2 separate regions of the Mus musculus genome follow, and region 2 is linked to region 1. The links are chromatin contacts, called in public HiChIP or PLAC-seq maps. All regions are on one chromosome and are shown on one strand. The core of a region is the stretch at or near the end of the contact, and the rest is flanking DNA. Distances in the headings are between cores, read along the strand shown.

Region 1 (5,380 bases), core at 1,777-4,276:
GAGAGACAGTGGTGTTTATGGCTAGATGTTGCCGAACAAACCACAATTGCATAGACAGAGTTATCTGAAAAATCTCACTACTTCTAAAAGACTTGTGTGGGTAGAAAGATGGAGGGTGTCTGAAGATAATTTCTTTTTCATCTGCCTCCCTCCTGGACTTCTTCAGGCACTGAGAAACGCCAGCCAGAATCTACTTCTAGTGGGGAGCATGAGCTCAGAGCAGTGGAGGCACACTGGATTTTATACCCACTTCTCTGTTGTAATTTGCAAGTGTATTAAATCTCAATTGGGATGTATGTTTTTTTTTCATTTCAAAGATATCTTTCTCTAGGAGGCTGTGATATAAACGTGTTTATTTTTAGCAGAGTGGTTTGTGTGTGTGTGTATGTGTGTTGTTCTTGTTTCTGGGAATCTTTAAGATGTTTATTTGCTCAAAGATAATTCTGAGCTTCCCTCCAGCCCACCACACAACCCACATGCCTATACAGGAAAGCCACAGCAGCTCTTTTAGGTACACTCTTCATTCCAAAGACGTTGATTTTGCTCTAGGCCTGAGTCCTTACCTACAGTGAGCAGGGTCAGCACCGGATTCCCAGTCCACTGGCTCTCTTTCAGTGACCCTTTAATTCCACTACCACAAGGATTCCTGCTGGACCTTCATTTAAGAAGCTTTCTGTCTTATGAGCTAGAGAAGTGAAGGGCAGCCTATTTTCTATAAGTGTATTATGGAATGCCTACATATGAACAGTCTATCTTATAGATATGTATCAGTCTGTGCTTCACATGAATACGTTTGTATAGTATAAAAAAAAATCTTATAGTCAATGAGGAGAAGGTGGTGTATGGTACCAATTGTACCACAACCATGTCCTTGATTCTGGCTGTGAGAAATAGGGTGCCTTGTGTGGTTTTAGCTCTGGTACTGACTTATAACAAGTGACCTTGTGCTGTTTTTCAGAATGTTTTTGCTACATTCTATAATATCATTCAGTGATTCTTCTCCATCTACCTCTCCACCCAATCCCGGATGCAGAAGAATTTCAGGCCTACCGTAAAGAGTTCTTTGGGTTGATCTTTCCAATGAAAAATCCCAGGCCTGGTATGGGAGGCTAGGGGGGGCTCCTTTTGCACACAGTGGGAAGCTATCTTAGGCTTCTCTGGACTCTCAAGGATCTTTGAAGCTATTAGAAAAGAGGACTGTCTGTCTCCCACTGAGCTCTGTACAGGAAGAGTAGACCCAAATGCTGGCTTCTCTAGACCCTCAAATCCTTATCTCTCAGATCAGAGTGGAACCCAAAGCTTCTGATGCAGTTTTGGGAAATCTGGGCCGGTCTTTCTCCTCTGGGGAGTGATGGGGGCGGTATGGAATCCTTTCCTATTCAGAGACAGCCACAGAGGAACAACACAAGAGTGCTCTCTTCTTGCATACACAGCCAGACAAGAGTGGTCTGGACCCCGGACCACAGCACAGGTCTGCCTCTCCCACCTCCCATTTTAGAACCCCTTTCTCTGTCTGGAATGCCAGTAAATCTCACTTGGAGGATCTGGCAGTGGATTCACAGGATTAAAACTGTGTACCAGAGCGGCAAAGAAAAAAATTGCATTCCAGGAGAGGATTCAAATCTTACACATTCCCTCTACAGAGATTTTTAAAAATCTCTTCTGTGCTCTTATAAAACATTCATGGTTAAATTTAAAAAGAAAAAAAATTGTACATTTCTATAGGCTCTGGAGAATTAGATCCCCATTTTAATGCTATAGTATCTGGTGGTTGACAGCTCCTGAAAACTCGGGCAAGGTAAAGGTTCTTATACTCTCCCCAAATCCCAACTATCCACTGGGTTGAGGGTTTTGGACTAAGTTCCAAGACACCAGAGGCCCAACCCCAACCCATTCCTGGCTGGAAGCGGATTTAGGGGCCAGGATCCCTGAATGAGGCTGGAGCAGGCTGGGGGAGGAGGAGGCGAGCTCCCGACCAGAGCCGAGCCGAGCCGGCGCTCGGGCGCCTCTGATTGCTTCACTCTGGACCCGGCAGCTCCGGGGAACGTGTCGGAGCAGATTTCTTCCCCAGCGCATTCCTCAGCATAGCTCGCCCGGCCGGCTCCATCGACAGCCTAGCCGAGCCGGCGCGCCGGGGCCAGACGGCGGGGGTGGCTGAGGCGCGGAGCCGCGGGGCAGGCAGGGCGGGGAGGGGTCCCTGGCGGCGGCGGCGGCGCCGCCGCTCAAGCCCCTTCCTTACCTGGGAAGGGAGACTTCCAGAGGTGGGCGGACTGCGACTGCTCCTTGGAGCAGTACACCTGACTGTCCCAGCCATTGGAAAGAGCCCAGTGCTGGTAGCCTTCAACAGGGATGAGCGCGTCGTGACGCGGCTCCGGGTGCCCGCTGATCCCAGGCACCACCGACACGTCCAGGTAGCCGGGCATTGCCTGGTAGGAGCTGGCGAAGCTGGGGTAGAAGGCGAACTCCTTAGCCCTGGAGGACAGGTCGTCACCAGGCAGCGCGCCCGACGGCTCTGGGTACTTGTCCCCCGGATGGTAGGCGCAAGGCTTCTGCTGCAGGTTCACGTTGTGCGACAGGCGGCAGCCGTAGTAGCTGCCCCCAAATGGGTAACCATAGCCCAGGGTGGCGCTGGACGAGGTGGGGGGCGCCGGCGGTGGGGCGCATTGGCGCGCCGCCTCCGGGGCTGGGATGTCCGTGTAGACGGCGCCCTGAGGGGCACCCAGAGGAGCCGGCGGGCGGGCCAATACAGGGTGCGGGAGCAGGTCGCGGCAGTGGCTGGCCGGGCAGCTACCGCCCAGCCCGTCCATGCTCGGGGCTTTGCCGGGGCTCGCTCCGCTGCAGCCACCCCCCGCGCCGCCCGCGCCGCCGCCTCCCCCGCCGCCGCCGCTGCCGCTCTCCGCCGCGCTGTCCTCATAGACGTACATAAGGCTCTCCGGCCAGCGCGGGTGCAGGAGCAGCGAAGTCGTCATGACATGATCTGCTCCAGCTTTTTAAAAACTCCACTTGCCAGAGGCAGCGAGCTAGGGAGACACCTCGCTCTCTTTTTCCCTCCCCCATCCCTCCTCCCTTCTCTCTCTCTCTCCACCCCTCCCCTCCTCCCCCCGCCACCCCCCCCCCCGGTGCTTCCCCCTCCCTAGCCGCATTCCCACTACGCATGCGGACACACTTCATTAAGAAATCCGGCGACTCCCGCCCTCCTCACCATAGCACGCCCCTGGTTCCCACGTGACCACAGCCGCTGCACGTGATGCTAAGCCTGGGTCTCCTGGGGTTCCCTCCCCGGGAGATGGGGCGGGGCGGAAAGAAATGAGAACTTTGTTGATTGGCTCACTGGAAAGGAAAAGGAGGAGAGAGCTGGGAGATTTAAAGGGACGGGCAACGCCCCCTAGGCAAGCCTTGTTAGGGGAGGGGGGCAGAGAGGCTTAATTTGGCCGACGCAAAGGGACCTAGGGAGAAGAGGATGGCTCCTCCTCCTAGGCTCTGGACTGAGAGACGCTGAGAGGCTCCGGTTCTCAAACAGATGGCTTTGACTACCGAAGTCTCTAAATTGGGGCTTGGAGCTGAGAATGGAGGCAAACCTGGAATTTTAGTAATAATAGTAATAGTAATAATAATAATAATAAATCTAGCTAGGAAGGCTCCAGCTGTGGCAGTCAGCTCACGGCGGACAAGGACCTCACCGAGCCTTTGGTGCCGAAACCAGAGTCTCAAACTCCGACCTCAGAGGCTTTCCCCAAAGCCCCAGTTTGTCTGGAAAAGGGCTCTCTCCTGTATCAGACATGATTGGGCGATTGGATTTCCCAAATGCAGACTTCGTCCCGATGTGGGGAGAGAAATGATGAAATACACTCAGCGAGAAGCAGAGGCTAACGGAGAGGGGCAGAAGGACAGATTGCCATTTCAGCATACAAAAGGGATACCGGAGACTCCCCCCGCCCCCACTCTCAAAGAAACAGAAGCAGATTCTGACTGAGCAAAAGGAAAGGCCGGGATGCTTGCAAGAGTCTCTTTGGGTTCACACAAGGAACTGTAGAAAGCAGAGAAAACCTGCCGCTCTTTAAAGGGACTTCTGACAGGTGCAACTCCAAACATACAAGTACAAGACCACCCCCCCTCCTCAATGGCTTGGGCTGATGGGGTGATAAGCGCTAAGGAGCCAGGCAGCTTAAGTTTAAGCTGCCTTATTCCCAGTTTCCTTTCAGGATCACTCTTGTTCAGGCAGAGTACTTAGATCCCGAACTGTCTTCTATGTCAAGAACAAATTAGCACCAAGTTACTGATTTTTATAACACTCACTTTTTTCTGCGCCCCCCCCCCCACTGGTTAGGGCCTCAGTAGAGTCACCCCTTTGCAGAGGGGCATCTCCATGGAATTGTGCCAAGCTCCCTTTCACACATACCCCTCCCTGAGGAGAAGAAGTAATAAAGAGCGAGCGAGAGAGCAGGAAAAAAATAATAAAGAGGGAGAGAGGGGGGCTGCGGTGTCTCTCTCCTTCTTGCCTCTGCCACACGTTTTAAATGCTGGGTGCTGATGTTCACACAGACTCTCAACTGTGAACACCCATCAAGACTAATCCTAGACCTTTCAATTGGAGGCAAATGTTGGAGCCTGCCTCAAGACCCCTAAAGGAGGAAGGTGGTCTCTGACGGTTGACAGCCCCAGGCCCTGGTGAGTCAGGACAAGAAATGGAATTTTTGTCAGCATGGTCGGTCTTCATCCAGAAGTGAGTCCTCCTCGGAGTTTTGAAAGCAGGCTTTGTACTGGGATGGCAAAGAAGAAAAATACAAAAGAAGCTTGAAACCCTGGCAGATCAGCTTATCAATGTTTGTGGGGTGGGGGTGGGGGTGGGGGAATGATGGTTCATCAGGGAGAATAAGCCAAAGGGAAATCTTTGAGAGTCCTCTGGGCTCGGAGACAGGCTACCCTGCTGCTGGAGTCCAAGGTCAAGGTAAAAAAACAAACAAACAAAAATACAAGGAGAACAAACAAGGTCTGGCCAAGTCTAGACTGGGTCCGGTGAACTTGGCCCCCTTGCCTAAGGCTGGCTGAGAGGGTTGGGTGGCCAGGAGGACTGTGGGTTTTCTTAGCAGTGGGTAGTAGAGATTGTTTCTCCTCCTGTGAAGTGCTGTGCCCCCATTGAGAACAGGGAAGTAGGCCAAGCTGTGGGGCCGCTAGGAGAAACAAAGGACCTGGGAGAGCCTTTCCATTCCAGTGGCTCCCTTCCTAGAGAGGCCTAAATACCAGGCACGGTCTGATACTCAAATACACTTCCCCCAGCCTTTGAGAGTAGAGGCCAGAACTGTGAGAAGGATGGATCTAGGTATAGGAAGGCCCCACAATAAATAACGTTAATGCTATATTCTTTTTTCAGGTTTATATA
Region 2 (5,380 bases), core at 1,980-4,479, 420 kb before region 1:
GAGAAAAGAGAAAAATAATCAAATTCAGGTTATTGGGCTTAGTGACAAGTGCCTTTAATCACCTGCTTTGGGGTTTTGTGTTGCTATTGTGTGCCAATGCAAGGGCAGGGTGAAGGGCACTAAGTGGCTCACATACATGATCTCGTCTAATTTTCCTTCCTGTGTGTGTATGCACGCTTGTATTTATGTGGAAGTCAGAAGACAAACTTGAATTTGGATGTTGATCCTCACCTATCTTGCTTGAGACAGGGTCTCTTATTTACTGCTGAGCATAGTAGTAGGCTGGCTAGCCTGGCAATTCTCCTGAGTCTCCTGGGTACAATCAGATATCAGATGTAAATGCTGTTGTGTCAGGCTTTTCTGTGTGTTCTAGGGATCTGAGCTCAGGTTGTCGACTTCCATCATAAGTGTAGCAATCCCGTGATGGTACCATTAACCCCTTCTATTCCAGGAAACACTGAGGCCTGGAGCTTATGTAACTTGTCCAAGGTCACACTGTATAGCAGAACAAGTCACGCTCAGTATTGCCTGACTGTGAAATCCCTTATTCTTAACCAACATGCCAGAGAGCTCAGGTCTTCAAAGAGAAATCGTGTAACATGAGGGAGCCCCAGGATCCTCTTCTCAAGGTCTGTCCTGATGTTGCAAAAGGCTGAATAAGGCAAAGATGGTTATGACACGCTAGACCAGAGTTTTACCACCAGAGGGCAGCATAGCCACAAATTTCTGGGGATTTGTGACAAGGAGGTATGAGAGCCAACTCTCCCCATCAACAGGGCTATTATTATTAACTCAGACTTCTGGCACCTTCAAATATTCCTCCACCTGAACCACACACCACTCTAAGGTCTTAGAATCCTATACTTAATGAGTATCTTCCCAGAACCCACGAAGAAAGAGGGACTGAGGCAGCAAAAACACTGTGAGGCAGAGAAGCACCCAATACGTCCAATGATAGTAAGAACTCTCAATGAGATGCTATTGGAAGAGGTAAACACCAACTCCAGGGACTGAATCTAAAATGTCTCCCACTGTAATGAGGAAATGGCTGGGGCTTAGGGCTGGTGTCTGGGTATGTCAATATACGGTTAAGTACCTTTGCTTCTAGAGAGAGTGAGGAGATCTCCCTCTAATTAAGGAATTCCTTGGGCTCAGGCAAGCCATGGGTGTGATCTAGTACCATCCCTGAGCTTACTTCTTGGATTCTTCTATGTCTGTCGTCTCTGAACTGAGCTGCCTCTCCTCAACCACCCTACCTGCCCTGCAGATAGGATGTGTCTCCCACTCCGAGGCCTGAGCAACCCAGAGGAGAATGGAGTCTGTCTGTGGAGATCAGCCGCCCGAACCTTCTCCTTGCTTGCCTGAGTTGGTGGAAATGGAAGAGAGAAGTGAAGAAGTAAACGGAAGCAGAGCGACTGGAGATGTCAGAGGGGGAAGGGGCTCAGGAGAGGCAGCTGGCAAGCGGGAAGATGATCTGGGGGTCTCAAGTTTCTTGACATCAATTAGGGCAGCCGGCCTGGACTCATTAGTAGCCTGGGGTGCAGGGGCTCATCAATAATGAATCTGCCCCACACAATGCTCCCCCAACCCCCCAGCTGCCTGCAAGGTCACCGCACCCTCTAGCCAGCTGCCTCCCATAGTAAGCTAAGCAATCCCTCATCTGAGTTCCACCTAACTCGGGAGACCCTGGAAAGACAGTGTGGGCAGGTGGGCCTGAAGGGCAAGGAGGGGGCTCTCGAATCAGCCAAGCCCAGTGCTGGCCCTCGTTTTAGTATGTCTCCTCCCCAGGGGAGAAACCTGGAAAAGGAGAGGAGGGGCTAAACCTAGGAAGCAGGCTTTCTGTTATAGAAGTGCAGGAGGATTCCAGCAAGTTAGATTCAAAGCGAGAAGATGGCCTCTCGTGGACCCAGAGATCCCACATCTTTCCTCAAAGCAGGATCACAGGACTCAAAGACTAGGGTGCCGGCACCCATCTTTCACCTAGCCTTGAGCTGGAGTATCTTGGCAATTGCAAACAGCTTTTCACAGATGGAAGGCAGACATTGCTGAGGCTCACAGTAGGAACAAATCTAAAATTCCTGCACCTGAGTTAGCAATCAAGCCCCAACTTCCCGCCAGAAGCTGGAAATGCCCTCCTTTCCTCAAAGTTTCTGAATCCAATCCTATCACTCATGACCCCGCTTTTCACTCTTGCCTCCACCCTCCCTAAACCATGAGTGTTCCAATTCCCAGTCTCACCCCCTCTCCCTCTGGCTGGGTTGGCCTAAAGCTGGCTGCTTGGCCTTCTGGGAACTCTGCCTGCTGCCCTCCCTCTTGTGGCAGGTACAGACAGGTTCAGGCTGTAGCAGCTGCATCTTCCCTAGATACCTATCCGACTCTCACACTCCAGCTTCCTCCTGTTTGCCTTAGGAACATCCCATTCTCAAACGTCTCCCCAGCCTTCTTACACCCCTGCCACCTGAATCAAAGCTCTTCTTGGTAAGGTGTCCTGCATTTAACCCCGGGATAAATGCCCCTCCTCCCCAGCTCAGTCCAGGACATCTCTATAAGGTTGAACCTCGCTGATTCTGACCTTCTGTCATCTTCTAAATAGCCTAGCAATCACCACTGCAAGCTTCTAATTTCTGCCTCCTCAGGACCACTGAATGCAATCTGTTCACTTAGCTTCCCCTAAGAACACTGTCAGATAAACCTCGAATCCATCTTCAGAACCACGACTCACCTCTGATAGTCAGTCTCGACATCCTGCTCCGAAGCGGAACAAAGTAGGACCCAGGCATCCTCCCTGCACCTCCAGGGCCCACCCAGCCCATTGCTCTAGAGGGGCATCACTATCCCACTCAACCCGGGCTCTGTTCCTCCCCAGATCACTTAGGATCCTGTCCCTCTATCAGCTGAGAATGAGTCTTCCCGCCCTCAGACTGAGCCACTCAGGAACCCAGGCATTTTAGTTCCCAGCCTCCTCAATAACCTCACACCATCTTGTTCCCCAGCCCCAGCTAAAGCGACATCCTAAAACCCAGAGATTGGGGGCGGTAACTGAAAGGCTGGAGGAAGCGGGAGGCTGCCAGGACGCCCCCTCGCGGAGCCCGGGGTGCCAGGGTGCCCCCTCCGGTCTTCACCTGCTGTGGGCCCCGCCCCCGCTCCGCCTCGGCCCGCCCCTGCTCCTCCCCGACTCCTCCCCCCTGTACCCCGAGTCCGACCAGAACGGCCCCCGGGACAGAACGACGCGGAACCCCGGGAGCCAGGGTCCCCAGCATGATCCTCGGTGAGTGGTCTCCACGACTCTGGGATCCGGGTCCCTGGTTCCTTCTCACTGGGTCACCAACCCCCACCCTCCCTCACCTCGGCACCGCGGTGACTGCGGCCGCCGGTCTGCCACTCATTCCCCCTCCCCCCTCATCTGGCTGCACATCTGGGGTCCCCTCTTCCTCTCTTCCCCTAGCTGCGGTTTCTCCTGGTAACATAGGGAGGGGCAAAAGGAAGGCCGAGAGAGCGAGACCCCCGCCCCATAATGAGAACATTGCGTATTCATGAGGCTCATGAATATTATAAGACAGTGCAGGAGAGACTGTGGGAGGGGGCTGGTCCTGGCCTGGTAGAGTTGGAGTAAAGGTTCTGACCCGTCACCTCCAGCGCCTTCCCCCACCCTTGGCTTAGCCACTCCGACAGCCTTCTGGGCCCAGGATAAGAGGGAAAGGAGGAAGTGGGGGGCGGAGGAAGAAGATGCTGGGTGTAGCTTCGAGGTGAGTGTGGTGGGAGGTGGGAACCTGACGGGTGAAGATAAGGGGGCTGGGTAGAAGAGCGGGTGGGAAACTGTCCATCCCGGGCTCTTGCGGCTTAGATCCTGTCTCCGCAGCCATCCTGCCCCGACACGCCGGGACCTGCCCCTCTCTCCCTGCGCCGGCTGCCTGGGCCCTTCTTCTTCTCCTCCTTCTTCCCTTCCACCCCAGCCGTGGGTCGGGGGCTACAGGAGACCAAGGAGAGAAGGAAAGTCAGAGTGGGGGGAAGGGAAGTCCCGCTGGGCTCTGACAGCCAGCCCGTTCAGCCTTGGCCACCCCATCTTCATGACCTACATCGGGAAGGGAGCCCCAGGGATGGGGGAGGAGAGGGCCTAGCTGTACTCCGGACTCCGCAGCAGCCCCTGCCCTCAACCCTGCTGCCACAGCAGTGCAGGGCCTGCTCTGACCTCTGACCTCCACCCTGGCTAGGCCGGTTCCAGGGCCCTGTTTATTGTGAAGCCCCCTACCACTCTCAGACACCTGTGGTCTCCCTGCCCCCACTGAGGACACCTGGCTCTGTGCTTATGCTGAACTATATCCCGTGTCCTCATCCCTCTCCCAAGACTCTCTGCCTGTGTTCTCTTCTTTCCAGTGACTGTGTATCTTTCCTAGCCCATTTCTCCACTCTTGCGTCCTTCCTCCATCTAGCTGTTGTGTGGTCTCAGCCTCTCTCACGACTTTTATGCCTTGCTTCCCTCCAGCTGGCCAACCATCATAGCTATTTAAATCCCTCTGCCCCAAGGCTGTCTCTAGTAGGTGGTCTGCCTTCTAATTCCGGGAGACACCTCAACACAGTTTAGACTCAGGACCCTAACACACAGGCTCCACATTCTGCCTACCGTTGTGTTCCTGTACTCTAGCTGTATCCTGGGCCAGCTGTAGCGGCTATAGCCTGCTTGCCCAGAGTAGGCCAGGCTAAGCCTTGTTTGCCCTGGTCTGGAGGCCACTTTAAACTAGGTATCAGGCCTGGAAGACCCCTGCCAACACCCAGCCACAAGAAGACTGAATCCAAACTCTCTGACATTGGACCCTGCCACCAACTGGCCCCAGCCATCTCTTTGGAGGACATGATAATTAACTCCCTCCTTTTGCCAAGTCCACAGGGGGTGGGAATCTAGTGGTGCCCCCATTCAGCTTAGCTTTCCTCTCATCCCCTTAAATCCCAACGAGGGAGGAAACTGCCTGCCAGTGCTCAAGACTCACCTTTAGAATCATACTGAGGTGTTCGGGTCTGAATGCTAAGGTCACTGAGTCCTCTACAAGGCAGCCCTAGAGGAACCCTGAGATGGCTGTGCCCAGCTCAGCTGTATGTGGTGTCTCATGCCTATCATCACAGCAGGTTGGGGGAGGTTATTGGGAGTCGAGGCTAAAGAATAAGTTCATGGCCAGCCTAGGCTACAGAGTGAGAACCTAGCTCAAAACAAAATTAGAGCACACATAAGAATCAGGGCCTCAGGGTTCAAGATGGTAGTTCTGAGTTCAGACTCCTAGGCTGCCACTGTCTAAGACCCTGGTTTAGTGAGGGGCGGAAGCCTGGAAAGGGAGGGTTCTTCTGATCAGGTTGGGAAGATTTCCCAAAGCTCTGCAATAAGCCCCTC

Evidence for each region. HiChIP or PLAC-seq counts read pairs in DNA pulled down with a chosen protein or histone mark.
Region 2: a contact with region 1 is called in an H3K4me3 HiChIP or PLAC-seq map of neural tube, with 3 times the contacts expected there. The contact joins the promoter of Zfp385a here to the promoter of Hoxc13 in region 1. A contact is called at or near these places in 5 of 39 promoter capture datasets (cranial neural crest, embryonic stem cells, frontonasal cranial neural crest and 2 more) and 2 of 115 datasets of contacts at active chromatin or transcription factors (neural tube and stem cell-derived neural progenitor cells).

What each region holds. Positions count from the first base shown.
Region 1 is chr15:102,918,777-102,924,156 of GRCm38.p6, reverse strand. It overlaps Hoxc13 (homeobox C13), which reads right to left and starts at 3,026. Exons shown (of 2, transcript NM_010464.2): 1 at 2,240-3,026. The coding sequence starts at 2,969.
Region 2 is chr15:103,337,935-103,343,314 of GRCm38.p6, reverse strand. It overlaps Zfp385a (zinc finger protein 385A), which reads left to right and starts at 3,229. Exons shown (of 8, transcript NM_013866.2): 1 at 3,229-3,268. The coding sequence starts at 3,259.